Linked DNA regions of Mus musculus: all the other regions are linked to region 6. Evidence: chromatin contacts called from public ChIA-PET, HiChIP or PLAC-seq and promoter capture Hi-C data. All regions are on one chromosome and are shown on one strand. The core of a region is the stretch at or near the end of the contact, and the rest is flanking DNA. Distances in the headings are between cores, read along the strand shown. Region 1 holds the start of Ptprc (protein tyrosine phosphatase, receptor type, C). Region 2 holds the start of Dennd1b (DENN/MADD domain containing 1B). Region 3 holds the start of Atp6v1g3 (ATPase, H+ transporting, lysosomal V1 subunit G3). Region 4 has its middle 25 kb from the start of Atp6v1g3. Region 5 has its middle 17 kb from the start of Ptprc. Region 6 holds the start of Nek7 (NIMA (never in mitosis gene a)-related expressed kinase 7). Region 7 has its middle 35 kb from the start of Ptprc.

What was found. Promoter capture Hi-C pulls out the DNA fragments that hold promoters and counts their contacts. ChIA-PET counts read pairs in DNA pulled down with a chosen protein or histone mark. HiChIP or PLAC-seq counts read pairs in DNA pulled down with a chosen protein or histone mark. Capture Hi-C pulls out chosen DNA fragments and counts their contacts.
Region 1: an RNA polymerase II ChIA-PET map of memory CD8 T cells shows a contact between it and region 6, with 762 read pairs. The contact joins the promoter of Ptprc here to the promoter of Nek7 in region 6. A contact is called at or near these places in 9 of 39 promoter capture datasets (the C10 cell line, the HPC-7 cell line, HPC-7-derived erythroid cells and 6 more), 7 of 484 Hi-C or Micro-C datasets (B cells, CD4 T cells, CD8 T cells and 4 more), 14 of 115 datasets of contacts at active chromatin or transcription factors (the 230-238 cell line, the SCID.adh cell line, Th17 cells and 9 more) and 3 of 9 other capture datasets (adipose tissue, liver and macrophages).
Region 2: a contact with region 6 is called in a promoter capture Hi-C map of liver, with 2.0 times the contacts expected there. The contact joins the promoter of Dennd1b here to the promoter of Nek7 in region 6. A contact is called at or near these places in 6 of 39 promoter capture datasets (the 3T3-L1 cell line, the C10 cell line, cranial neural crest and 2 more), 7 of 484 Hi-C or Micro-C datasets (the G1E-ER4 cell line, Th1 cells, embryonic stem cells and 1 more), 6 of 115 datasets of contacts at active chromatin or transcription factors (astrocytes, effector CD8 T cells, embryonic stem cells and 3 more) and 2 of 9 other capture datasets (adipose tissue and liver).
Region 3: an H3K4me3 HiChIP or PLAC-seq map of bone marrow-derived macrophages shows a contact between it and region 6, with 5 times the contacts expected there. The contact joins the promoter of Atp6v1g3 here to the promoter of Nek7 in region 6. A contact is called at or near these places in 10 of 39 promoter capture datasets (the 3T3-L1 cell line, 3T3-L1-derived adipocytes, the C10 cell line and 5 more), 4 of 484 Hi-C or Micro-C datasets (B cells, CD4 T cells, epidermal suprabasal cells and 1 more), 6 of 115 datasets of contacts at active chromatin or transcription factors (the 230-238 cell line, the SCID.adh cell line, T-cell acute lymphoblastic leukemia and 3 more) and 2 of 9 other capture datasets (adipose tissue and liver).
Region 4: an RNA polymerase II ChIA-PET map of memory CD8 T cells shows a contact between it and region 6, with 39 read pairs. The contact joins the enhancer-like site here to the promoter of Nek7 in region 6. A contact is called at or near these places in 9 of 39 promoter capture datasets (the C10 cell line, the HPC-7 cell line, hematopoietic stem and progenitor cells and 5 more), 2 of 484 Hi-C or Micro-C datasets (CD4 T cells and pre-B cells), 5 of 115 datasets of contacts at active chromatin or transcription factors (bone marrow-derived macrophages, memory CD8 T cells, pancreatic cancer cells and 1 more) and 1 of 9 other capture datasets (adipose tissue).
Region 5: a contact with region 6 is called in a promoter capture Hi-C map of pre-B cells, with 5 times the contacts expected there. The contact joins the enhancer-like site here to the promoter of Nek7 in region 6. A contact is called at or near these places in 5 of 39 promoter capture datasets (the C10 cell line, the HPC-7 cell line, hematopoietic stem and progenitor cells and 2 more), 7 of 484 Hi-C or Micro-C datasets (B cells, the C10 cell line, CD8 T cells and 4 more), 8 of 115 datasets of contacts at active chromatin or transcription factors (the 230-238 cell line, the SCID.adh cell line, bone marrow-derived macrophages and 4 more) and 1 of 9 other capture datasets (liver).
Region 7: a contact with region 6 is called in a promoter capture Hi-C map of liver, with 2.5 times the contacts expected there. The contact joins the enhancer-like site here to the promoter of Nek7 in region 6. A contact is called at or near these places in 5 of 39 promoter capture datasets (the HPC-7 cell line, hippocampal neurons, liver and 1 more), 2 of 484 Hi-C or Micro-C datasets (both in liver), 4 of 115 datasets of contacts at active chromatin or transcription factors (the SCID.adh cell line, bone marrow-derived macrophages, effector CD8 T cells and 1 more) and 1 of 9 other capture datasets (liver).

The regions. Positions count from the first base shown.
Region 1 is chr1:138,173,537-138,176,424 of GRCm38.p6, forward strand. It overlaps Ptprc (protein tyrosine phosphatase, receptor type, C), which reads right to left and starts at 1,590. Exons shown (of 32, transcript NM_001111316.2): 1 at 1,479-1,590. The coding sequence starts at 1,551.
Region 2 is chr1:138,962,413-138,965,579 of GRCm38.p6, forward strand. Dennd1b (DENN/MADD domain containing 1B) reads left to right here and starts at 1,297. Exons shown (of 22, transcript NM_001166501.1): 1 at 1,297-1,473. The coding sequence starts at 1,457.
Region 3 is chr1:138,272,189-138,275,381 of GRCm38.p6, forward strand. It overlaps Atp6v1g3 (ATPase, H+ transporting, lysosomal V1 subunit G3), which reads left to right and starts at 1,550. Exons shown (of 3, transcript NM_177397.3): 1 at 1,550-1,659. The coding sequence starts at 1,578.
Region 4 is chr1:138,247,504-138,250,508 of GRCm38.p6, forward strand. No RefSeq gene overlaps it. Among named protein-coding and RNA genes, the nearest start is that of Atp6v1g3, 25 kb to the right of the region's middle. Within about 2 kb of position 1,453, at least 60 of the 459 cell types and tissues checked have an H3K27ac peak or open chromatin away from gene starts, as enhancers often do. A contact at or near this core is called in bone marrow-derived macrophages, memory CD8 T cells and regulatory T cells, where this site is marked.
Region 5 is chr1:138,190,373-138,193,474 of GRCm38.p6, forward strand. No RefSeq gene overlaps it. Among named protein-coding and RNA genes, the nearest start is that of Ptprc, 17 kb to the left of the region's middle. Within about 2 kb of position 1,424, at least 151 of the 459 cell types and tissues checked have an H3K27ac peak or open chromatin away from gene starts, as enhancers often do. A contact at or near this core is called in the 230-238 cell line, B cells, CD8 T cells and 9 more, where this site is marked.
Region 6 is chr1:138,618,425-138,621,335 of GRCm38.p6, forward strand. It overlaps Nek7 (NIMA (never in mitosis gene a)-related expressed kinase 7), which reads right to left and starts at 1,333. Exons shown (of 10, transcript NM_021605.4): 1 at 1,128-1,333.
Region 7 is chr1:138,208,415-138,211,456 of GRCm38.p6, forward strand. No RefSeq gene overlaps it. Among named protein-coding and RNA genes, the nearest start is that of Ptprc, 35 kb to the left of the region's middle. Within about 2 kb of position 1,602, at least 25 of the 459 cell types and tissues checked have an H3K27ac peak or open chromatin away from gene starts, as enhancers often do. A contact at or near this core is called in liver and neutrophils, where this site is marked.

The sequences.
Region 1 (2,888 bases), core at 340-2,839, 440 kb before region 6:
TACATTTTTATGGTGAATTCAAAGATGTTTCTTGTGCAAAAAATATCAATATCCTAATTTATAATTTGGGGGTGACTTGCTCTACAATCTGAAGGTACCTTAATGTTCTTTCTCACCCATTTAAAGAAAATCGGAAAATTGCCCCGAGTGGGGACTTACAGTGGAAATATGCCAATATATGATAAAATGTACAATCTTCAATTCTTCTCTATAATTCTCTTTACATTATAACAAAAATCATAGAGAGCTCACGACCTGGGAAGTAGTTGGTGCATTGTGACAAGATTCTGTGGTGCCCTGCATTGTTTAAAATCATCTTATGCCAGATAAACCTCATCCAAGCAAATTCGCAACTTACCTAACTGGATTTTCTTTTGAAAAAAAAATCCATCTTTCCAATTAAAAAGCAAAACAAACTTATTGTGATAACATCAACAAACAAGTATCTGAGGCTGCATTTCTTTTCCAGGCCCTCAGACAACACAGAGCAGACGTTAGCCGGCTTAGTACCAGGGATTTCTTTGGAAACGAGAGGAGTGAACATCAGGAAAAAAATAAAATTGAATTCTGATACAATTAACTATTTTCCCCATTTAAAAGTATCTTAGATTAAACACTACAAGGAGAAATGCCATCTAGCTGTAACTTGATAATCAACTCATGTCTCAAAGAGAAACTACTCCAGAAATAATTATTGACCAGACCAGATATGTAAGAAGGACTGAACCTTCAGTAAGCAGTGCCTGCCTGGTCACCCTGTCCTGAAGGACACAGCATTTGTAGGAATTTTATGAACTGTAACACACGTCTACCTTTTCAAGGCTGTACTCTGTACCCATCACCCAGGAAGGGCGGTGGCTCTACCAGAATTTCCACAGCAGAATTCATAGGAAGCATTATCTCAGAACTAAAATGATTAATTCAAAACACATTCGATGGTAAGACAACACGGAGAGTTTTTAAAGCACCTAATGTGCTCTTCAGCCTTTCTGTAGCTGAGCATTCAAAACCCTATTTTAATAATCATTAACATTTGAGGAAACAACCCTTTGTCTGAAGAGACTGGCTTACACACAAGCAAAGCTGTCTCGTGATTTTAAACCTTTCATATTTTGATCAAAAGCATTAAAAGCTGACTTAATTAACAATTCCTCTAACCATAGCAGATGCAGGTTGGATCAATTGCTTTAGCTACATTCCTGAACAGTTTCCAAATAAAGAGAGACAAAGAGAGTCAACTTTCCTATTAAAGTGTGATCTTTCCCCGAAACATTTATGTATTTTGAACAGAAGCAGTGTATGCTGCCCTCCACTAGGCCTTGTTTCTCTGAACAACGGCAAACTTGAACATGGAGTAACGAATCTTCTTACTTTCAATATCCATCACACGCAACTTTTAAAAATAGCCATTTCAACCTAGCCTTTGCCACAAAATCAACAAAATACAAGGAAGTAAAAATGAATATGGGTGTGCTTACCTGTGACAAAGACTTCTGTGTCCAGAAGGGCAAATCCAAAGGCCAGAAGTTTGAGCCACAAACCCATGGTCATATCTGGAGATCAGCTGTGCCCCTAAGAAATAGGGTCTCCCTGAAAGGCAAAATAATGGTTATCTCTCTTGAAGTTTGTCTCTGTAAAGCTAAGTCAAAACTAAAAGAAAAGAACGCATACTTTGCACTCTGTCTTATCAGATGGGGAGCAAGTTTCCTACTCTCTTACCCTAAGAACAAACCACTTGCTAGCTACATGCACTGCTAAATGGTGATGTCAGATTCGGTTTTACTAACTTCTCCAAAAATACTGTAAAGGGTCCTCTTTGCAGGAAGTTAAAAAAAAAAAAAAAAAGGTCGTTCAAAGTCAGTGCAATGGCTTCTTACTTCCTTAATTCAAGTAATTATGCTGTTAGCGGTTCGTCTCAATTTTCCTCTAAAGGAAAACAGTTTTAAACTATATAAATATTGCTCCTTTTTAATATCTTTTTAAGGAAGCTTTATTCAAAAACAATACATCCCTCCCAAGTCATCAATAATTTTCTTACCCAAGATATGACAAGCTTCCACATGAGTATAACAACATAGGGGTTGGCAAGATAACACAGTGACTAAGCTGGTACGAGGCTCTGAAGTTCGTTGAAGACGACCAAGTGACCCAAACCAACTGTCTTTCTGCTTATGTCTGCCAACTCCTGTTATTTACCATAAGGAGCTCAGACTCAAATGGTATGCCTATTTCCTCGGTGATGTGGCTTTCCTATGCAAAACTACCTTCACTGGCTTTAAAGAGCCTCCCAATTTGTTTTTCAGGGCTGCTGGTGGTGGTTTCATTGAGTTTTATGCAGGTATCTCCTTGAGTGGTGGAGTGAGACTCTCCTCTGTGCATCAGTGAATTCTGCTTCAAGACAGGAGTGCCCCTACATTTGGGGTTGCTCTGTGCTATTTACCAATGAAAGAAGAGCAATGAAAACCAAGCCTTGTCTTTTACAAAGTTAACTTGTTTCTTTTGATCATAGTATTTCCCCACCCCACCACACACATCCCTGATCAATTTCACATGTATATTGAATTTGCATTATTTCCCCCCACTCTCTCTTTTCCCCAGAACCCTCCTATGTCCAAATACACAGATTCATCCCTAATTCATACCATTTATTCTTTAACTTTTATTGCTACACACACACCTACAAATAAACGCATCCCTACACACACATACACTCATACACACACACCCCTACACATGTATACACACACTCACACACACACACACACACACACACACACCTGAAGGTATAACCTACTGAGTTTGTTTAGTGGTGTATGTGTGTGTGTGTGTGTGTGTGTAGATGTGTAGATGTGTAGGTGTGTGTGTATGTGTCTGTGTTTGTCTGTGTG
Region 2 (3,167 bases), core at 47-2,546, 340 kb after region 6:
CCTCATGTGACAGGCGAATCATAATTCCCATTTTACAAATGTAGGAAGCGAGAAACTGAAGTTAATATCCCACGCCAAGACAAGCTGTGACAAAAACAGTATGCTCTGACATTTTGTTTTGTTTTTCAACCACATTGGGAGCTCATTTTTTTTTTTTTTTTTTTAAAGTAAGAGGTTTGTGGCTGTGGACTATATCTTTCTATCTTGATGGAGCAACACCGTTTTTTTTTTTTTTTTTTTTTTTTTTTAGCAGGAAAGTATAAGATCAAATCTAGTCTTTATTTTCCAAGGCTCCGTGTCTGACTTTTATGTGTCGTGACTCATACCACATTCATACCATGTTGGTTTCCTCATTCTCGTACTTTCTGTGTGGATGGATACAGTCTGAAGTAACCCTTACTGCATGACAGTCACTCTAGCCTTGTCAAGGGGGAATGCTAGCTGGGAGAAAGCCTTCTCCAGTCCCTAAGGAGTCTGTGTGACTCTCCAGCCCTGGACAATGTTTTCAACGTCTACCATAAATCTTTCTAAATGTCTTCTTAGTAGATCCTGCATCTGAGACAGCAGCAGACGAGGCAGTAAGAAGCCACAGTAAGAATCAGCAGCAGCTGAGCTTGGTTAGATTCCAACTTTGCCACTGCCTACTGCTTCCTTATCTCAGATCCAGTCTCTTGCTCTGGATTAAGGTACCTACCTATAGCTCAGGTGTTGAAAACACCAAGCCAGTGTTTGTCACTGCTTACAGAAACACATCAGGTTCCACCTCCTCCATCCTTCGTGGTGCCCTCTCAGCTCCCCTAGAACGACACTCTAGGGGGCCTGCTACTGTGTGTTCAAAAGTTAAGTCCCTGGCTGTGCGTCCGGTGTCTGCGGCAGGAATGTGTTTCCCATATGTGCCGGCAACTGGAGCCTGTCCTTGAGCAGTTTGGCAGAGCTGGTTAGCAGGTGCATGAAGTCTGAACATTCCTGAATCAGGAGGGGGCGGCTCTGGGTTTCCGAGAGAGCACTACCGGGGCCACGGGCAGGAGTGAGGCGGAAGTCAGAGCATCCACTCGAGCTCCCAATTTGCAATGAATGGGAGTCGTGATGTGGGAACCCCGGGGCAGAAGTGCTTTCCCAGGCCGGGGATCGCAGGAGCCGGTGCCCAGGACAGCAGGAGGGCAGGTCCTGCCCGGAGCCCGCGCGGCCAGGTGCAGCCGCCGGGCGCGTCCCCGTGCGCCCCCTCCCCCTCCCGCCGACTTCCTGGTTCGCGGAAGGTGGCGAAGCCGCCGCCGGCCGGGTCGCGGGAACCGAGAGGCGGGGGCAGGGGCAGGGGCGGGGGCGGCGTCGCCGCGGTGCTGTCCCCGCGAGGCCGCGGAGGGCGCCGTGGGCCAGCCGCCGCTCGGAGCAGCGCGTCCCGGACGGCGTGCGGGCGTGCGGGCGCGGGGCGACGGCAGCCCCGCAGCGACATGTGACCATGGACCGCAGGACCAGGTGAGCGGCGGCGGGGCCAGGCCTCCGCGGCCCCGGGTGCGGCCTGCCCGGTACGGCCCGCTGCGCGGAGGTCGGCGCTAGGCCGCAAAGCCTGCCCGGCCGGCGACCGGTCTTCCCCGGGCCGGGTCGGCCGTGCGCCGCGGCGGGCGGGCGGGCGGGCGGACGGGCGGGCGGCTCTGCGAGCGGTGGTTAGGGAACCGCTCCCCCGGCGTTAGGATCGCCGTGGTTCCCTTTAGGGTGATTTTTCAGGGTGGCCAGGGTTGCTTTCTGATGCTTTCCCTTCGTTTAAAATGAAAGCGGTGTTTGTTTGTGCAGCCGCTGAGTGTGTGTGCTGCTTGCAGAGTGGTATATGCACTAAGGTGGCTCTTCACCATTGGCCATTTTACTTGTAGGGAGTAGGTAAAAAGCAATTTGAATAACGGTGGCGGCTCTGCTTGGAGGTGTCTTAGAGATGGGTATTTGCAGCTTTTTCTCTGGAAACTTTACTTTGGGAAGAAATCTCGTCTTCTTTGACCGCCCCCTCCTCTTCCGTTCTACCTCACTGTGTGTTAGAGCCACAGTGAAAGGCCCTGTAGATTGCAGAGAAGTATTACCGAGTCAGGATTTATTTACCTAAGACAAATTCTAAATATCTTATGAAGATAGAAATGTTACACATTTTAGAATATTTCCTTTAATATTTGACACCATAGAGGACAGGGTGATTAAAAAAAAACACACAACTTACTCTTTGGACAATTTATTGTACTATGAGGGAATTAAAAAAAAAGATAGCTGGAGCCCGGTTTATGCTCATGAAACAAGTTAATAGCGGGTGGGATGAGGAAGTGGAGAAGTGGATATTTATAAATTAATTTGTATGGGTTGTCTTTCCCTCCAGTTCTAAAGAATGTCATGTTATATATATATATATATATATATATATATATATATATATATATATATATATATATTTAAAATCAATGTTTGTTTAGAAGTGAGAGATAGCATTAATATCTTAAAGAAATTATGTATTAAACAAGCCAATGTACAAAGGCACTAGTCTTAACAGGGTAATTGAAATATACACCATCACTTTTGTGCATTGTGATGTCTTTTCCTTTAACAGTCCCCTGCCTCTCCCTCCCATTATGGTCAAACCCAAGGCTTCAAGCACTCTAGGGCAGATACTGTGCACTGGTGAGCTACATCCCCAGACTTAATCTTATACCTTCTGATGGAAAGAAACTCTACAATACCAAATTTTTGTTTGCTTTGAGTATCTCACTATATTTCAGTCTGCCTTTTGAAATGTACCAAATAAATGGGCTAAGCATGTAGTATAAGAAATTAGGAAGAAAAAAAAAAAAAAAAAACAAACCCAAACTAGTACTTGTGAAGGAACTGAAACAAACTTTCTGTTCTGTGTGTGTGTGTGTGTGTGTGTGTGGGGGGGGGGATTTAATGAGGAGGCCAATGTCCAAATTCCTTAAAAATAGTTGATATTAAGAAAATAATTTTTGTTAGGTTTTGTTACCTTGGAGTGTGTGAACAGCTCTCTACTTTGAGCATGTTCAAGTACAATAAAGATTTCAGGAAAGCCTGTGTACAATATCCTATCTATGGAGAGCGTGTCTGTGAGTCTGGAATCAGGTTTTTATCCTCTGGAGAAAACTGGCCAGCCTATGTTAGATCTGTGACAGTGTGAGAGGATG
Region 3 (3,193 bases), core at 300-2,799, 350 kb before region 6:
GGAAGGAAGGAAGGAAGGAAGGAAGGAAGGAAGGAAGGAAAGAAGGAAGGAAGGAAGGAAGGGAAGAAGGAGAGAGAGAGAAAACAGAGAGGAAGGAGGGAAGAGGAGACAAAGTCAGGTACATTTACACAATGGAATACTACTCAGCTATTAAAAATGATGAATTCATGAAATTCTTAGGCAAATGGATAGAACTAGAAAATATCATCCTGAGTGAGGTAACCCAGTCCCAAAAGAAAACACATGGTATGTACTCACTGATAACTGGATACTAACCCAAAAGTTTGAAATAACCAGGATACAATTAACAGACAACATGAAGCTGAAGAAGAAGGAAGATTAAAGTGTGGAAACTTTGGTTCTTCTTAGAAGGAGAACAAATTACTCACAGGAGCAAATATGGAGATAAAGTGTAGAGCGGAGACTAAAGGAAAGGCCACCCAGAGACTGTCCCACCTGGGAATTCATTCCATATACAGTTACCAAACCCAGGCACTTTTGTGGATGCCAAGAAGTGCATACTGAAAGGAGCCTGATATGGCTGTTTCCTGTTCCACTGGTATAGATGAGACACTTGAAAAGATTAGGAAAAAATAATCTTTGAAACCTTAAAAGGCTTGGCCCTCCTTTTTAAATTTGTGTTTAAATCCAGGCACCTATTGGAAGAAATTGCACCTGACAGACTAAGTGACAGAAGTTTTTCAAGCTGAAGTCCATGAAAAACCCACTGGTGGGTCATACCATCTAAGTGAAAAAGGAACCAACCCCTCCTTTCCAATACAAGCATTGGATGCATAGAAATGTTACGTTGCATTCTTTACTTGAGTAGCTTTCTTATTTGTCTCTTACTGTACAGAATCAGGTGAAATATGTGGACATCACTGTACATTGTGCATAGATGGACATAGATACAAAGTAACAGAAAAGATATGCCTAAACTAACCTCAAGTGCAGGACAATAATCCCTCCTATTGTTGCCTGAAGCACTGTAGTAAGATCATCATGAACTCCAACAAAGCCTTACAAGAGAACAGCATAAGGTGCCCTAATGGTCTTCCTTTTCTACCTGAGGCCTAGGACAAGAAGAAAATAGATCTTCACCCACAAAGACAGACAATCTCTTTCCTTGAAGAAGGAAAATCAATTTTCCTCAAGCAGATAATTCAATCACAGAGACAGATAAAGGCCTGAGAAATTATTGCAAATACAAGGTGCAGGGAGAAACATTGTAACCTGAAAGGCAATTCAGCAACAGGTCAGTATTGGGATGTGGGGGTATATGGTGGCAAATATTGTTCCTAGAGATGTCCTACCTATTTCTTTAAGGAAACCTGGGAGCCCTGTATAGTTGCCTTGTTAATACAGAGCTCAAGTCAGTGACAGTGAATTGCCAGTGTCTTGGAGTCACTAACTTGTTTTCCTGGATTCCTCCTTGAGCTCACCTTGGCATCCAACTCTTTGATCCAATCAGGCAAGTTTGGAACAAACACCTATGTGTTCACTGTTGACAAAACAAGTTGAAAAGGACCCGTATCTCCCAGCTTCCACCGAAGTCACCTTCCTTGGAGCAAGACACCATGACCAGCCAGTCTCAGGGGATCCAACAGCTCCTGCAGGCAGAGAAAAGGGCCAAGGACAAGCTAGATGAGGCAAAGAAAAGTAAGTGTCACCCAAGGGGCTGGTCAGAAAATGCAGAGGGACGAGGGAGAGGACCATGGGAGTCCTTGTCAAGCAGACCTGGATTTGAACTGTGATGTTACTACTTTCCTAGTGAAACCTTAAGCCATTAGGAGGAACTCTGCAGCTGCATGTTCCACACTCCACACCAGGAAGGGGTTTTTGTTAATTGGGGTGGATGCTTTTGAGAGGCCGTGTGCAAAATGAATAGCTCTGAGGTTATGGATATAGGCTTAAGCCTACCTCTGCATCTTCTTTTACACACTTACACCTCAGTTGGCACCATACTGTGAAATGGTGTAGAGACAGGCAACTTTCTGATCAAGTCCATCACTAAGCAGTAACTCTTTCCCTTCCTTGTGGTGAATTGGTTTCTGAACACCCAGCCACGTGAGCACCAACAACAGAGGAGAAGATTCTAATAGGAGTGACGGCAAAGAAAGGGAAGGAGGAAGACAAGTTAAACCAATTTGCTTGATGCTTTTTGAGCAGCTATTTACAGTTTCATTAAATTGAGATAACGTTTAACAGCTTGCTTTCCCTCTCTGGGTAGCCTTTTACATCCCAACATCTTAAATGTCTCTGTTTTGGTCTCATTTGCTGCCTTCTGATTTAGACATATATATCTATGTTTGCATGTGAGTGTCTTTAACTTTCTTCCTACTCTTATTGACATGCACGGTGTGAGTAAGGCATCAAAACTATTTCTAATTCATGAATGCAAAAAATAGGTTTTATGATTTGCCCAAGGCAATATTTTAAAAGACAAAAATACAACATCAGCTACCATGCTCAGTATTTATTTTGTTTACTTTTCACAATGGTCTTTGTGGAAGGAAGACATGATGCTAAGCAGCATTTTTAGGATGCTCACGGTCACACAGAGAAGACTTGGAACCAATAGGAGTTGGACCAGGTCTCCATCTGCAGCCAGCTCCTAAACAATGCAGTATAGACATTTCATATAGTTTTTATACAAGACTGACATCTTGAATTCTGGTTCCCTAAGCCAAGATCTATGTTTTTCCAGGATTCTCTCTATCATTTACTAATATGTAACAATTTGAAGTGTCATTCATCTTTATAGCATTTTCCTGCTTTGTCTGCAGATAGATTCAAAATCGGATAGGAAGGGGGTTGCAGTGTCTCTAAAATGTTGCTTATGTGACTTCTGGGATGTCAGACAGGAAGCAGGCAGACAGTGTTCATTCTCTGGTGTTTGCAGTGGCAGTAAAACCCTTCCCCTTTCTTATGGTGAATTGGTTTCCGAACATTCTGCCATGTGAGCACCACCACAACTCTAGAGGGGTGACAGCAAAGGCAGGGAAGGAGGAAGGTACTTAAAACCATTACTAACACTCTATATCCTTTTGCCATGACAAAACCATGCATGCAATCGCAAGAGAGTGTGAATGCAATAATGTTACAGAAAGGCAAGCAATCCAGAACCTACCAGTTTAAATAGTCTAGAAAATTCTCAAGCCTTGTATTCAAATATCTCTACTCATAATTAAAA
Region 4 (3,005 bases), core at 203-2,702, 370 kb before region 6:
AACATTTAGAGGGTTCACAGAGAAAGATTAGAATGTTGAAGCAAACAAGCGATTTTATGGAAGGATCATGGACTCTACCAGACGACCCCTAGAGACAACAGCTGAGTAGATGCTAAAGGATGAGGAGGGTTGGATGCAGGGAAATGGATAGACAGGAACAGAGGAGAGCATAAAGCATCATCTACAACATCATCCCGGTTTTGTAAAACCGAACGCTTGGAAGAACAGAGCAAAATGCTAATGTGGTTACTGCAGGATGACAGAGTTATGAGCCCATTTTATTTTATTTTCCTGTCTTCTGTATTTCCTAAATTTTCTTCGTGGAATATATATTGCTTTAGTAATTGACAGAAAATTCAAAACAGATGTAGTAGTCCAGAAATATGGGAGTAAAACCAAACAGGTAATTAAAGACAATCATTCCCAGACCTTGAGAATGGAGAGTGATATCCGGCACCCTGGAAGCATCAACAACTGCCCTTAAGGAGGGCTGACTTACCACAAGCAGCCCTCCCTTCTGCCTACCTTCCTGCATAGAAACACATATCCAAACTGACAAATACGTGCACACACCATCACACACACACACACACACACACACACACACACACACACCCTGGAGGCTCACACACACATGCATACATACAAGCAGAGAGAGAGAGAGAGAGAGAGAGAGAGAGAGAGAGAGAGAGAGAGAGAGAGAGAGAGAGAGAGAGGTCTAAAGCAGAAGGATGTACACACACTTCTACACTTCCTTTTTTATGACAGGAAGCATTCAATAGGACTAACATCAGCAGCCACACCCATGTGTCTCTGAGCTTCTGCTTGGCTCTGGGTAGCTTTGCCTGCGCCTGTTTCTACCTTGGGTCGTGGACACTAGCAAGTGTTGAGATATTGGGGAAAGTAATGGAAACCAAAAGCATTCCTTGTTGAGTAATTTCTGTGTCTTTCTGCTTCTATCTTCCATCCCTACTTTTATTACAATAAAACATTTAGGAAAGAGGAAAGTGACATTTTTTTCCTGGTCCTATGATTTGACAAAATGATAACAGGTGTTTCCCTTAACAAAATTTTAGTATGTGTCTTCAAGAAACTGATCAATGTCACTATTCAGATGTTGTGTTACAAAATTTTCCTGAGATCACATGATCACACACACACACACACACACACACACACACACACACACACACATTCACATACATCTATTCATCCCAGATAGGTACTCTAAACAGACCAAAGTATAGATACCACCAAAGTCCAAGTTAATGAGATTTCTTTTTGGAGTTATTGACATGAGTAAAAATGACTCACAGACAGCTACCCCAATAAAGCACACTCTAGCACGGGCAACAGTACAGAAAAGCTGGTCACCTGGAACACTCTGCATAGCCTACAGACAGCTCACTAGGTTAGCGTGTCCTTTCCATTTGACTGATTTGTCTAAAGGTCTTCAGGGACTTTCTGCTGGTTTCTGCTGGTTTAGGTGTGGCTGTGATCTGAGAGTCCTCTTTGCAGCTTGGCTTATCTGAGAGTGACTCACAGCAGTTTGGACTGTTTTGCCTTGGGAGGAAGGGACCTAGTGAATTTGGTCAGTTTTGGGAACTTCCTGAAGCTGTTTTGAGTTCTTTACCTTCTTGCCTTAAGGAGTTTTCCCTACTGAATGGAATGTTCATTCCAATCTGGATGAAACAACTATGCAACACTGGGCAACTGGAAGTTTCCCTTCTAAAGACCACTTTCTGAATTCACTAGCTCTCAGTTTACACCTTCCCACAATTCCACTTTATATCTACATAGTGTAATACATAAAATTAGGAAATTTTGAAATAGTTACTGAATTCAAGGGATTATATTGTGTAGATCATTCAATCTTTTATGACTTACTTTTGATCCTCATTTTTCTATGGTTCCTAGGTCATGGTTTTATTTCGTTAAGGAATACTTATCCTACAGCATCTCAGGGCACTTTTTTTTCTTTAGTTGCATGTTTCTTTAGTGACAAGGGGAAATGATTTATTTGAGATCCAGATCCTAATTTTAAGTACAACTTGGGTTGAGTGTGCCTTAACTGTAGGGGATGGGGTCTCTAATCCCACTTTGGTTATGGTATGCTAAACTACCTACTCTGAATGACATGGCTCTTAACAACCTTTCATCTGGAAAATGCAATTCACAAAAGCTTTAAAAGTGTGAACTGTATAGAAAACTAAGAGAGGACCACAGGGAAGGTTCTAGATAAGCAGGTTTCAGCTGGAGCAATAGAAATCACTTTGGATCAAAGAAAATGAAGTCAAATCCCTCCAGTAATCAGATGTGTGTGTGTGTGTGTGTGTGTGTGTGTGTGTGTGTGTGTGAGAGAGAGAGAGAGAGAGAGAGAGAGAGAGAGAGAGAGAGAGAGATCTTCCTATCTCTGACTGCCATAGCATTGGTGTTATAGGTGTGCACATAGCCATAGCAGGCTGTTACATGGGTGCTGGGGAATCTGAACTCAGTACTTTAGCCACTAAGCCATCTTTTAGTAAACTATATTTTTAAAAAAATAACACTTTAAAAACATAATCTTTGGAAAAGCTAAACATTGCCCTCCACTAAAAATAAATTGTTTTGAAGAGTTGATTACTCAGAGTGGATACAGTTCATGGTACAGTAGTTGCCAAGCCAGGAGAAGCTTTCTTCCTTCTACTGTGTTTTCCATTTTCACATCTTTTGCTTATTTGAGGTTACTCAACTTGTGTTCAAACAAGTCCCAAAGAAAACATTACTGAGGGAAAAATCTGGTTCTGTCTGCTAAGATGTCAGATCTGGACTATCTTGGAATATTAACATTTCTTAGAATAACCTACGACCAGCTTGATGCCTGACTCAAAAACTAATTGATTCTAAAATCAGCCCAATGTTATTCAGTAGAGAACTTCCTGGATCCTATTTCATTCCCAGCCCATAATCCTAGAATGGAACTGGGAGTGAGGAAAGTAGAGATTATGACAGAGGAGACAGAGATA
Region 5 (3,102 bases), core at 174-2,673, 430 kb before region 6:
AAATGAAAGGCGTGGTTAGTATTTCTAAGAAAGAGGCTTTTTCCAACCACCCCCTTTTTTTCTGAACTAAAAATTACAAAGCTGAGAATTGAATTTTGGGGTTTCTCTGGCTACCACATAAATTCTTAGTGTAAAAATGAAACATGCTAAATTCAAGACAAGAAGTATGAAAAATTATGGTACTATATATATATATATATATATATATATATATACACACATATATGTATACACACACACACATGTAGTTTATACAGTGATGTTCTGAAATAATTTGTTTTTAAGAAGTGAGTTGTCTGTTTTCTTGACTTAGAGCAGCACAGATTTTGTGATAGCAACAATATGTGGAGGAAAACTTTCTCCCTCTGGAGGATTCCTGTATTTGCTCTTTGAGGGCTGTGGGCTGTTTTTGCCATTGGTCATAGTATCTCAGGGCACAAAAACTAAGGCAAGAGAAATCCCACACTTGACAGCATCTCATGCTCTAGAAGAGAAAACAGACTTGTAAGCAAACAGTTAAAGGGTGCTGTGACTGGACTATCATGGTGACTGGAGTGTTCTAGCTTGAAGGAGGAAGTGATCAGGGATGCTTGCTGGAGTGGGTGAGTGAGTAGACAGAGAACAGGAAAGGGAATGGGGGCAGCAATTATGGTCCAAGTGTAGGAGGTGGGGCAGGTTAAGGAAAAAGTCACCTAGGAGGCAGAAGCAAAAATAAAGATCCTGGCTGACTCATGCCCACTGGCACGTTAGTGGGAGGGGATGGTGGAAAACCTCTCAGGCTGTTCCCTGAACTTCAGTGAGAATGGGTAGCTGTGGATGAAGGAAAGAACTTCTGATTTTCCCTTAATCCCAGATTCTCACATTTTTGTCTTATAATTGTTTCCCATTTTCTTTCCCTGCTTTGCTTTTATATTGTGATGTTTTAAGAAAATCTTGGTTGATGTATTCATTCACGTTCCTATTCTCCCTCCCTCCCTCCCTCCCTCCCTCCCTCCCTCCCTCCCTCCCTCCCTTCTCCCTCCTTCTCTCTTTTTCCCTCTCCCCCCCTCCTTCTCTGTTCCCTTCCTTTCCTTTCCTCAAGCTCTTACTAGCTCTCCTTTCTCTGCCTTTTCTCCCTGAGCCCAGAATGTGTGTAGTGCCCCAAAATCCTAAGAGAGAGCAGGAATCAGAGCCGGAGCCGAGATGTGTTGAACAGAGCTGCTGGAAAGCAAAGATAAGGAAAGAATTCTTACGCCTAAAACCCATGCATTTTTTTTAAGGCCAGCTCCCACCACAGAGCTCTGTCCATGTGGTCTCCCATCCAATGATGCATGGCAAAGACTGAGAAATCTTGGCCTAGAAGATGTAAAGCAGTTGGTGGAGGGCTCATTGTAGCTCTCCGCAAACTTCTCTCTGCCTTCTGATGTGGGCGGAAATGCTCTCAGCTTGCTGCACTCCTCTAGCCTCTAGCTGGGTGGTGCAGCTGCAAAGCATGTGCTGTGAACCCTGTAAGCTCAAAAGGAGAGGCACGGATCCACAGCTGTGGCAGGAGCCGAGGGGCATGGGAGACCAGAAGCTTGGTGGCCTTAGCAGTAGCAACATGGGGTCTTCTGTGTCACTAGAGAGAGCCTTTCTGATCCACAATGCAAAGGACCTTGGAGCCCCAGGTTCAGAGATGTTTATGTACAGCCTCTCAGATGAAGTCAATGGCTTCCTCCCTGTTGCAGGCTGGGGTGAGAAGAACCCACACTCACAGGAAGCCAGCGGTTCCCCTTTTAACAATGCCTGCCCCCAGCTCAGCCTTCTTACCCACCTTCATAACTCTTTGTACTAAACAGGGAAGCTGAACTGCTTGCTGCAATCCCATCCCTTGTCTGGGACTTCCTCCTGGGAACCTGGAGGAGGTAGGGTTGCTGGAGCAGGAAGTAACAGACTGGGTTGCATAGCACCCAGTGAAGTTGAATATCAAATTTACAGATGTATGGGTTTGGTCCAACGCCTGGGTTAGCGTTCCCCTGGGTGTTGTGTGGTGGAAGTGAGTTGCAGAAGTGTAATTCCTTCCGCATGACAACATCTCAAAGTTCACATGCATATTACAAGCACATTAGGGCCAGCAGCTCTTCCCATACAGGGAAGGCCTCCTCTAGTACCCCAACTCACATGTATGCCTTACAAGTCTACCTCCTGTCCCTGATTCATCATCATTCCAACTCCATATAGGAGAGATTGGGTATGCTCAGAATGATACTGACATAGACCCATCTCCATACAGGACCATCTTCATTTAAATGTAGAAGGTGGGACTTGGGAACATCAGGAATGGGTTGAAAATCTGCACTGTACCTGAAGACATGTGTGAAAACCTCATTACAAGAGGTTAATTGTTTCTGTGATGTCAGGAAGGGATTTGAAAGGAAAAACGCGGCACACTACATGTTCATCCTGCCCACCAGCTAACACAATCTGCCCTGTTAGTTGTGCCCTTGTGTTGCTGCTGATCCATGAGTGAGCTACCTGAAGCCCATGCACCAAAAACCCAGCCCAATGGCTGGAAAGACAAGTCATCAATTATAAGGAACATTTACTGCTCTTGGAGAAAACCTGGGGTTTAGTTTCCAGCAGCCACATGGCAACTCAGAACTACTTGTAAAACTGATGCCTTCTTCTGACCTCAGCAGGCAGCAGGCATGCTCCCGATGCACTTACATAACTGCAGACAAAATACTCATGAAATAAAGATAAATAAATCTTACCCCTCCCCCAAAACACTCACATTTGCTTGGCTACAAGATAGTACTGCTCTGGTTAGTAGTCCCTGTAGGTGGCTATAAAAACCAAGTTGGAATCTGCTTTTGTGAAAGAACTCACTTGGACCTATAGTTCCTTGATGTTGTCTCAAACCCTGGATAATTGGCTGCAGATAATTGAACCTGGCAGCCATGCTCCCAGCATCCTTCAGTCCCTACCTGTTTCAGAGTATGGCATACCCCCACGCTCATTCTAAACTTCTCCAGGCCAGAGTCTGGGCTGCCCTTCCTCATTGCCCTTCTTTATATAACCCAACCATTTTGGCTATGCCGCTTTTGTAGTCAGTCTGTCAGCCCAGGTTGCCTTTCTTGGTCA
Region 6 (2,911 bases), core at 83-2,582:
TAGCTGTGAAGATGAAATAACTGCTTAGGTTGCATGTTAGTTCAATAAAGTGCACTGGCCATCACGAAATACTGCAGCCATGAATACTAGTGAGAAATGCTACAAAGCACTGCAGGCTTTATCTTTTATTCATCATTTTCAGAGTTTGTCCGGTTGTCCCAAACTATAAATTTTTGAGTATGAGTACTAAACCTTTCTTGGATCACATCAACATCCCATCGTCTAGAAGAGAACAGATTTATAATAAGCTTATTCGGAACATTATTCTGTAAAGCAACTCTATCAAAGCACACCGTCATGAACGTCAGTTCCTCCCGGGAACTGCAGATTCCTTGGAGGAGAAACTAAAGAGTGGTCCTAATAATGCTCTATAAACTGCGGGCATTGAATCCAATTACAACCTTTAAAGTTAGTAATCTCAAAAAGAAAAAAAAGTCCTTTACATCTCTAGATTGTTTTTGCTATATTCAGTTCCATCACCAGAATTGTAAAGGGCACAAAACATATCTTACTTTAAAGTAAATATATTCTTAGTGTTTAGCGCGGGCAAAGACTTAGGCTATTCGAGTATAGTATGTGAGTCAATAAATGTATCTCTTGTGGGTCTTCCAAGGCCTCTAGCACCAGGCGGAGGCTATCGACATTGCTTAGCAGCATCTTCCACGGCCTAACTTCACCTTCGCCCCACTGGGACTCAGCTCATACTTTGCTGCATCCCAGCCCTGGATCGGTTTCAATCGGACCTCGACCTGACTACCCCACCACTCACGCTCGACTGACTCCCCGGTCCGTGAACTTCACTTTTCTAAACTGGGCTGCAGCCGAATCGGTTGAGCCAATCCTCGAGCTGTAAATAGCCAAGGTGACCAATGAGCTCAGCCCGGAGGCGGGTCTTCGCTGGAGTTCCTCCTGTCGGAGCCCGGAGACCTGTTGCCGCCACCACCACCGTCGTGGAGCTTCCTGGGGTCGAAGCGCCCGGACTCTGAGCTCCTGCAGCCAGCGGCCTGCACCACGCTCCGCCAGTTGCAGGCGTCCCGGGCGGTCCTCGGAGGCACGAGAGCCCGAGGCCCCACGCGGCCCGCCCGCTCCCCGCACCGGCCCCACCCGGCCGGGCCGTACATACTCACCGGGGCGCCGGGGCAGCTCGGTCTACGCGGGCTGCAGGGCTGCGGGATCCGGGGCCGATCGCCTCTCCCCGCGCCACTGCAGGCGCCGGCTCCCACCCTGCTCGGCCCGCGCTTCCCACTGCGAGGTTAGCGGCGGCCCATCCTCCCGGCTCCGCTCCTCCTCCGGCGGCCGCGGCTGTCAGGAGGGTAAACATCCCGGCATCCCCGAGGAGAGGGCGGGCCGCCGCAGGCCCCTCCCCGCGCCCGCACCCTGCTCCGGAGCCCACGCTACCACTTTCCCGAGAACTGGGGTGTGCCTCGCTTACGGCGGTCGACCCCTGCCTCCAGATCGGAGTTTTTTGATCCCACTTACCAAGTAGTTTAAGCTGCCTCTACATGGTGTCAGTGCAGGCAAACGAGAGTTTTCCCGGAGTCTGGCTAAGCAAATCTAGACTTTAGCGTCCCAGTTTTAAGAAAGCTTTTCAGGACCCTTCCGAAAGTTGAACTAGTTGGTAGGTATGCAGAATCTTTGGGATACAGGCACACTCACAAAGTGGCATTACAAAAATATTACATTAGATAAATTCGTTTACACGTCACATATTTGCAATATGGGTCTCTCCCTAGTACATGGAGCTTTTCAAAAGCAAAGCTTTGATTCCTACTGTTCCACTAACCAGATTTGAACGAATGGAGCGAACAGCTAGGAGGCAGTGTAGAGTCTGTCATACCTAGATGCTAATCATTCAGTGGCCAGTCGCTTAACTTATCGTGGTCTTTCTTGGAAGTCAGCCTTAACGCCTCTCCTTAGAAACAGACGATGACATACAACAGCGTGCTTGAGCACAGATCTTAACCATTTGATATCAGTAGGCCTTTTTCTGGTTTCGTTCCCCTGCCAAGGGAATAGAGCCAAAAAACAACAACAAGAAAAAGCGGTATTATAGCTCAAATGGATTAAAACAATAGAAGCAAGATTTAGAAAGTTTGGGCCAGCAAGATGACTCAGGAGTTTGATTCCCAGGACCCACAAATTGTTTTCTGACATCCGTACTGCAATGTGACACACACACGAATGCAAGTATGTGAAATATAATTAGAAAAGAATGCAAACGTTAATTTTAGTAAGAAAATTAAATTTCAAGAGGTGACGTTGGGGCAAGTGCTTAATCGGTACAGATTTGCCAGGTGGAGTTCTACAATCAGCTACGTGCAAGAGCCCTGCTCTCATAAAACTTAGCTTCAGTGAGGAAGTCCAAATTACCTAATGTCTTTTATATCTATTTCATAGAGAAACAAAGCTCGGGGTGTGAGTGCTCCTTTAAACATGTTTATCAGGGAAAGTCACTTGGAATTTGAGCAGAGACCTGAAGATGTGAGAAAAGGAGCCATGTGACTGTCAGGAAGTAGACTGTTTTACCCAGGAAATGCAAGGTTACCCTGTCAGGCATGGGTTCGCCATGTTGGAGAAACAGCCAGTAAGCCTATGCAGGTAGGATCCAACTTAGTGAGCAAGGGAGAGAGGCTGGTGGAGTAAGAAAGGGTGAACTATCAGATGTGGAACTTCGAACTCTTAATTTTTATTCTGAATGAAATGGAAATTCATTGCAGGTGTAAGTTGAGAGACAACAGAGCTGTGAAGAATAAAGTGGAGGGTGAAGAAACTGGAAGTTTAAAAGGAAACATAATGGTATCTGTAACACATTCTGATCAGGCTTAGACCAGAATGCTAGCAAAACCAGACAGACCCCAGATACATTTCCATGATAGAGCCAACAAGGTTTTCTGCTGCATTGAATGTGCTA
Region 7 (3,042 bases), core at 352-2,851, 410 kb before region 6:
TTCCTCTTCATGTTTATTTCCTCCCCCTTCTCCTGATTCTCCTTCATGCCTAGAACAATGCAAATTAAATTGTGGATTTCAGACAAAAGAATAGAGATATTTTGAGTCACCAGAACACACAGGGCACTGTGTAGAGAGCTGTAGGAAGCATGAAACTAGCAAGTCCTAAAATCAGCTCTGATGCCCATTAAACTTTAGAGACTGGAGATTTGAAATCAAATCAGCAAGAACCTATGAATGAGTAGCCAATGACATCAGAAAAGTCAGAAATGTGTAACATTCTAAAATCCAAATACGTAGATGAAATAAGGATGAATCAACTATAACAAATGTTACTAAGATTAAAAAAAAAAAAAGATTTAAAGTGAGATTCAGCATTGAATTATCTCATGGATGAGCCTTCAGTCATTTTCATTTTATTAACAATTAAGATCTAAATATTGGGGGAATTACAAACTTGCTTTTACTGGTTTTCTTTATGTAGAGTGTTAAATCTCAATCTGGAAGCCAGTGGAATGCCGTAGGAGGGATGGAAGACATTCTGAGAAGGTCTGCCATGCCATATGTGGCCATGAAGACCATTGTGGTGGATGGTCTCATCTTTATGGAAGAATGACATGTTCTAAAGGAAGAACTTGGAAGTATATCTTAAGTTCGAGTCGGTGTTTGTTTGTATTACTACTACTGTTATTATTATTATTATTATGTTTTTTCAAACATGGTTTTTCTGTGTAGTCCTGAACTCATTCTGTAGACCAGGCTGGCCTCGAACTCAGAGAGCTCCACCTGCCTCTGCCTGTAGACTACTTTAATTAAAGGCCAAGATACTTGCCTCTGAGTTTATTTTTTATTAATAATTTTTAACCATGTAAATACCCTAAAGGGTACTGTAAATTACTTAGAATAAAAAAAAAACACACACACACACATTTTATTAGAGACCATTATCTATTTTACCACACATACTTCCCTCCATCTGTGACTCAAAGTAGGAAGACAAAACTTCTATTATTATCATGGCGGGAAACCAGGTGGCAGTCAGCAGACATGGAGCTAGAGAAGAAGCTGAGAGTTCTGCATCTTGAACCTCAGGCAGTAGAAGGAGACTGTCATAGAACATAGCTTGAACACAGGAGACATGAAAACCCATCCCTACTTTGACACATGTACTCCAACCTCTTAATAGTGCCCCTACTATGGGCACATGGATCTATGGGGGACATACCCATTCAAACCCCCACAATGAGTTATTCACTATAAAACACATTTCCTATTTCTGAGTTTTGCCTTAGATTATTACTGCTTAGTAACACTAAAAAGATAATTTGAAAAGTAATAGGTATTAAAAAGTTGATGAACCTACATACACAATTCAATATATTGGTTTAATTTCTGTTTTGCAAATGCCTCACTTAAGGCTCTACATTTTTTTTAAGTGGGCTGAGCCTACTCTGTACAGCTTAGTTAATGATTAAGTATCATTGGTGTGGACTTTGACTTTTTCCGGAAAATAATTTCTCAATGAGGCAAATTCAAGAGTCAGTGAGAGACTTGGCTCTGGGATCATGATGAAGTGATGATTAGTACTTGATGTCCTGGGCTCTGTCCCCAGATTCTGGGGCCTTGTCAGTGTAGTCTTCCAGAGCTCCTACCACGGACGATAGAGAAGCTAGCATATCCTTAGAGCTGTCCTTGTCTTCAAGCTTCCAAAATCCTTTCCAGTGCCCTTACTGAAAAGTAACATGCAGTTGGAAATTAACTAACTTTCATCCATATTTTGCAAGTCAGTAGTATAGAAATGCAGTGTTTTTGAGCTAGTGTTTTTAGGGATAGCATCTCTTGGACAAGACTGAAAAGAATAGGTCAAGTGAGAATGGCTCCCTTAGTCTAGATCCCTTAGTTCAAATACTATCTTGCATAGGCTCAAAAGGAAGGAAGCAAGCAAGAAAGAGGGGGGGGGACAGAGAGAGAGAGAGAGAGAGAAAGAGAGAGAGAGAGAGAGAGAGAGAGACAGAGAGAGAGAGAGAGGAAGGAAGGAAGGAAGGAAGGAAGGAAGGAAGGAAGGAAGGAAGGAAGGAAGGAAGAAAGAACAGGGATATGTGTAGGTTAATTGTAAATCTTCACCTTCCTCTCCCCCAGATCCAACCACCGCAGTCTCACCCCAACTCTGTAACAGACCTCCTCCCTTCCTCTCTCTGCCCTCATCTCCAGCAGATCTCAGAGATCTTCTCCAACCTACCTCTGCATTTGCCCCTTTGCCCTTTGCCTACCTCCAGCAGACAAGAAATGAGGTTATATCATGACCTCTGTATTTGGGCTTTCAAAACGTATTTTGTTATTTATACTTAGACTTTAAGTAGAGATCTAGCAGGGCTAGTGTGGGTTGTGTAACTTCCTTAAATGAGGAGAAGAGGGTTAGGCCACCCTTGTAACAAGAGTTGAGTCAAGATTAGGTAGCTTGTGAAGTACGGGGTAAACATATCATCATCTCAGAGATTTAGGGAGCAAAAGTTAGTTTCTTGCTTGCATCAATTATCCATTATCCATTGGCAGGCTCTCTTTCTCTCTTGACCTGCTGCAGTTCCTCAAAGGTCAGCCACTGATCTGCCTTCCAAACTGAGTGGCAGAGAAAACTACAACCTGGAGAATGCTGCCACGCCAGGTTCTTAGTGCTTGTGCTCGGGATCCTGCACCTCTTGATCTTCTGCTGCATTGGATCTGTGACTGCAATGTGAAAACTATTCAGGCTTTAATGGAACAAGTGTACATCCTTAAACCCTCCAGTGATTCTCAGAGTTCCAGTTGGGTTACTGGGCCAGGGTTAGAAACACAGCTACTAATATATAGAGAGAGGGAGAGGGGGAGGGGGAAGGGGAGAACACAAAGAGGAATAGGTGTGGATAGGTAGCTCATCTCCCTTGTAAGGGAGGAAGGACTTTTCTAGAAGTTCATGAAGCAGAAGCCTGGGTTTATGCACCCATCACTGGTAAGAATAACTCCACTAGAAAAGCTAGAGACATAAGGGATGACCAAAAAAGAAAG